Linked DNA regions of Macaca fascicularis: region 1 is linked to region 2. A link is a contact called in public Hi-C data. All regions are on one chromosome and are shown on one strand. The core of a region is the stretch at or near the end of the contact, and the rest is flanking DNA. Distances in the headings are between cores, read along the strand shown.

Evidence for each region. A called contact is a pair of places that touch in the nucleus more often than the background predicts.
Region 1: a contact with region 2 is called in a Hi-C map of liver, with 4 times the contacts expected there. The contact joins the promoter of TMEM191C here to the promoter of SDF2L1 in region 2. A contact is called at or near these places in 2 of 2 Hi-C or Micro-C datasets (liver and skeletal muscle).

Annotation. Positions count from the first base shown.
Region 1 is chr10:31,667,673-31,670,372 of T2T-MFA8v1.1, forward strand. TMEM191C (transmembrane protein 191C) reads left to right here and starts at 1,390. Exons shown (of 10, transcript XR_012418974.1): 1 at 1,390-1,817; 2 at 2,098-2,221; 3 at 2,356-2,406; 4 at 2,518-2,633.
Region 2 is chr10:31,490,951-31,493,650 of T2T-MFA8v1.1, forward strand. SDF2L1 (stromal cell derived factor 2 like 1) reads right to left here and starts at 1,259. Exons shown (of 3, transcript XM_005567866.4): 1 at 1,041-1,259; 2 at 497-693. The coding sequence starts at 1,227.

The DNA.
Region 1 (2,700 bases), core at 140-2,639, 180 kb after region 2:
CTGACCTCGTGATCCACCCGCCTCAGCCTTCCAAATTACTGGGATTACAGGCGTGAGCCACCATGCCCAGCCGTTTACTACTACTTCTTAAAGGGTGAGAGGCGGGAGGATCGCTTGAGCCCTAAAGTTTGCGGCTGCAGTGAGCTTGTGATGGTGCCACTGCACTCCAACCAGGGTTACAATGGGACCCTGACTCTTAAAAAAAAAAAAAAAAAAAAAAAAAAAGCATACACTATTTTTTTTTGAGACGGAGTCTCGCTGTGTCTCCCAGGCTGGAGTGCAGTGGCCGGATCTCAGCTCACTGCAAGCTCCGCCTCCCGGGTTTAGGCCATTCTCCTGCCTCAGCCTCCCGAGTAGCTGGGACTACAGGCGCCCGCCACGTCGCCCGGCTAGTTTTTTGTATTTTTGGTAGAGACGGGGTTTCACCGTGTTAGCCAGGATGGTCTCGATCTGTTTCCCTTTAGATTTTGTTAGTAATTTATTTTGGATTTTTGCATCCAAGTTCATAATTGTACTCGACAAATAAAGGCAGATTTTAAAAGGACAAGTTGGGAGGCTAAGGCGGAAGGATCACTTGGGCCTGGGAGATTGAGGCTGCTCTGAGCCTTGATTGTGCCACTGTACTCCAGCCTGGTGACAGCAAGACCTTTGTCTCTAAAATAATAATAAATAAAAGGACGAGTTTACTTACAGTCTCACCAAGCAATGAAAGAGCTTATCTTCCTCCTGTTTCCTTTGCGGATCTTGCTCATGTATTTTATCTTAGTTACTTTAGCATAAATGCTAAATCAAATTCTTTTTCACCAGACATCATCATAGCTCTAGGCATGCCACATAATAAATACCCAAACACATATTAATCATTAAAATTGTTTCCTTTTTTTTGTGGCTACTGTAACCACTTCAGCGAACCATTTAATGCACAGTGGGTTTAAATTATTTTTTCTCGGCTGGGCGCGGTGGCTCACGCCTGTAGCCCTTTGGGAGGCTGAGGCAGGTGGATCACGAGGTCAGGAGATCGAGACCATCCTGGCTAACACAGTGAAACCCCGTCTCTACTAAAAGTAAAAAAAAAAAAAAAAAAAAAAAAAGCCGGGCATAGTGGCAGGCGTCTCTAGTCCCAGCTACCCGGGAGGCTGAGGCAGGAGAATGGCGTGAATCCGGGAGGCAGAGCTTGCAGTGAGCCGAGATAGCGCCACTGCACTCCAGCCGGGGAGACACAGCGAGACTCTGTCTCAAAAAAAGAAAAAATATTTTTTCTCCTTCCTGGGATAAATTTCCCAGGAGAGGGATAATTGGGTCAAAAGATATGAACATATTTATGGGTTCTTTTCTACAAGAGATCGATCAGTTTCCGAGTGCCATCTGCAATGTGGGGGAACCAATCTTCAACTTGCCTGCATTTGGTCTTAGTATTTTATTAATCTTTCATTGATCCAATTAGCTCTTTGACACAATTTTCATCAGTGGTGGACTAAGTGTGACCGGCCTGACCTGTCTCTAGCTGGTGTGAGAAGAGGCATGTGTCAGGTTGCGCTTGGGCTCCCCCTGCCGCCCGTTGTGGTACAGCCCGCTAGGCGCTCCCTGCAGCCCATTGTGACGCCCGCCAGCCGCAGGCTGGGTCCCCTAGGCGGGCGGCGTTTAGGCACGGTCTCCACAGCCATGGCCGCGACGCAGGAGCTGCTGCTGCAGTTGCAGAAGGATAACCGAGATGGTCGCCAGCGGAAGCAGGAGCTAGAGAAGCTGATGCGCGGGCTCGAGGCCGAGAGCGAGAGCCTCAACCGGCGCCTGCAGGACCTGAGCGAGCGGGAGCGAAGGTGCGCGGGGAACGCCGCTCCACCTGGCGGGCGCGTGAGGGTCCGTCCCGCAGGCAGCGCCGCGAGGGGCTTCGCAGAGTACCAGGCCGATCCGCCCGGGCCCGCACCTCTGCTCTAGGCGCTTGGGGAACGGGCGATCCACCCAGCGGACCCAGGTGGGGGACTCGGTCAGGACTTCCCCGTCCCCAATCATGAGCCTGCGGCTGGTCCTTCCCGGTGACTGTGGGATCCTGAGCAACCCAGTCCGCCTTGTAGCGCCAACCTCAGTTTCCCTCTGCAGCCTGCTGCGGAGGCGAAGCCAGGCAGTACAACCTCTGCAAGGGGAGGCGCGCGAGGCGGCGCGGGAGCGCGCGGAGCGGGTGCGCAGAAGGCTGGAGGAGGCGGAGCGCCACAAGGAGGACTTGGTGAGTAAGAGTCCTGGAATGGGGCTGGATCCACGGTGGAGTGGGGCAGGGAGGGCGGAAGGGGGCGGGATCCGGGGGTGGGGTGAGGCAGGACCGGCGGAGAGGCCGGCACCGCCCCAGGACCCTGTCCGCAGGAGCAGTACAACAGGCAGCTGCAGGAGCAGTGGGAGGAGCTGTCTAGTCAGGTACGTGCGGGAGATGGGAGGGTCTGTCTCTTGGTTCCTCTCGGAAGTCCTGCCCTGGTCCCCGCCCTTGTTGCCTCTCCGTCCCTGTCACCCCGACACCCGTTCCTCCAGAAGTCGGTAAACCCCGCCTTTACAAGCCCCGCCCCTAGCTTTTCTACTACGGAGGGGAACAGCAGAGCCAGAAGAGCACGGAGCAGCAACTCGCAGCCCAATTGGTGACGCTGCAGGTGCTTGAGCTGGACCCTGAGGTCTTTAGTAGAGGCGGAGCAGCAGCATGAGCGGGGCCATGACCAC
Region 2 (2,700 bases), core at 9-2,508:
ATCTCAAACATTTTCTTCCACCAACTCTCCAAGGGCACCCACTGTTCCATCCCAATCCCCTGAATTCCACTGACCTCCACGCATTGGTGCAATCTCTTCTGCTGGCCTGGGAAGTCCTTCTTTTCCCTTTGTGGCTTGGAGGACTCCTAATCATCCTTTCAGACCCAGCCTGAGTTCCTCCTCCCCAGTGGAGTTTCCTATTCCCCACCCTCAAGGCTGTGTGGATTCTCCTCCTGGGTCCCACTTGCCCCCAGAGGAAGAGCTATCCAGGAGGATCTCTTCGGATCTCTCTCCCATCGGTCTCCCTGCAGGGCCGGGAGCACCTGGGGGCAGGATCTTGGCGGAGTTACTCTGTTTCCCCCGAAGGGGTGCTCAATAACCATCTCTGAAGTGAAATTTCCATTTCACGAAGAAGCTGAGGCTCGGATTGGAACCCAGGATCTCTGGCCCCTCACACAGGCCAGGAATCTCTCTGGGGGCTCCGGGAGGGGCTCACCTGGTTGTTGGACAGCGGTGACGGGAAGTGGTGCGTGTGTAGGTTCTTGCCTGTAAGCACATGCGTGAGCCGCACTGCCTGCCCGCAGCGCACCGGGGACCCACGCGGGCACCCGCCTTCCGAACCGCCGCGGATCCGCCAGTAGCTATTGGCGTCGTCCGACGCCTCCACGCCGGTCACCGATTGCTGGCCGCTGCCTGAGGAGTGACACCCCACCCACCCAGGGTCTCCGTCAATCGCAGAACCCCGGACCCTCGCCCTGGGACCATAACATTTCCCAGGGGACCCCAAGGGGCTCACCCCCAGTCCCGGCCCCCGCCTGACACCCCCCTCAGTCTTTGGGCCTGCAGTTCCCCGACGACCGTCCCCACCCTCAATATCCTCGACACACTCAAAGCCTTGCGCCCCTCGACCCCCCAACGACTCTAGAGCCTCCGCCGCCCGGCTTCGAGATGGCCCACAGACCCCCACGACCACCCTGTCTCCACACTCCCAACCCCAAGCCCCCGATCCCCGCGCTCTCCCAGTCGCAGGTCACACGCACCGGATCCGTATTTGATGTCGTGCGAGTGCAGCCGCACCCGGTGGTGCGTATTGAGCAGCTTCAGCACCGACCCGCAGGTCACGAGCCCCGCGCCAGTCTTGGCGGCACTACCGCCCGGCACTAAGAGCGCCAGCAGCAGCCCCAACAGCACCGGCCCGGCAGACCCGCCGCGGCCCGCGCTCCACATCGCCCCGGCCCGGCTCCAGCCGCTCCGGCCCTAGGGCTGCTTCCGTCCTCGCCGCGGCCCAATCCAGTTCTGACAGCGCCCGCTCGCGGCAGCCAATGGTCGGCCCGCGCGGCACTCCGCTTGCACTGCCATTGGGTCATTGAGGAGAGGGCCCGCCCCCGGCTCGCTAGAGCAGTAGCTGGGCGGGGACTGGAGACACGAGGAGGGTTTTGATTGGTACACGCTTCCGAGGACTTTCCAATGAGTGTCCAGGGAAGGGCGGCTGAGTAGCCAAGCGGCGGAGAATGAGCGGGAGCGCTTGGTGAGGACGCCGAGTCCGAGCCCCGCAGCCGCTGAGTGCCTGGATACCAGCTCAGGATCCTAGGACCCTGCAGGCACGTGTTCACGACGCCCCTTGATCCTGGACTCCTGGGCACTCAGTAATTAGTCTCTCCCCTCAGAACCTGGGACCACAACTGCAGGGTCTTGAGGCTGTTGGATCACTAGATTTTGTGGTCACAAAGTCGACAGATCCCAGAATCACTGAATCGTCTGGTCCTTCAGTCCCTGGACCCCGAGATTAATGAAACCCCCAGTCATTCGGCCCTAGCCGCCTCTCTGACACTGGGTCACCACAGTCCCTAGACCCTGGGGTTTCTGAATTCCCCTGGCCACTTATACATTTGACTCCTTTCGTGGCTAAATCTTGTGGTCACTGGGTCATCGGGCAGGAGAGGGCAGCAGGGAGCTGTGGCGTCGAGAATAATGGCAGCTTCCCACCAGAAAGCCCCAGAGCTGTCTTAGGAAACCAGAGTCCAAGGAGACCAAGGGGCTGTGGGAACCAAGCCTGGGTGACTGTGTCCCAGTCTCCTGGCCATGAGTAGGTCTCCCTTTTGCCGCCTTCTCAGAGTGTTGTCAGCTCAACCTTCAAAGGGAGGAAAACTTATACCACTGTTTATTCATTCATGGGACATTGTTGCAGCGGCTTCACTCCAGATCCTGTGGGGTCACAGAGGAAATAGCTCTGGGCTCAAGAGGCTAGGGTGTAGTTGAAGCACAGGCAAAGCAGAGACAAAAGTTCATATTTAATTAAATCGTCCAGAATTTTGCATTCAGAAAATCCAGAGTAAAGCGATTTTCATTACAGCAACATGTTATTTTGGGGGTTTCATGTTTCATATTGTTTTTATTTTGAGTTACATGTAGTATAAGTCACCTTGATCTTTTCAGCATTTAGGTGTCCAAACAGTTAAAGGTCAGTCTACCCTGGATTTGGTAGTCACTGCACTTGAGGGGTTTCCAGTCTAGGGTGGAAGAGCTGAAGTACTATCTGAGAGGCAACGGATATATACTCTTGGACATGTCAGCCATCACCTCAAAATCAACACATGCAAAGCAGAATTCCTGGTCTCTGCCCTCAAACTGCCCCTCCCCCAGGCCTCTGAGTCTCAGTAAATGGCACCTCCATTCAGGCCCAAAACTTGGGATTCTTCT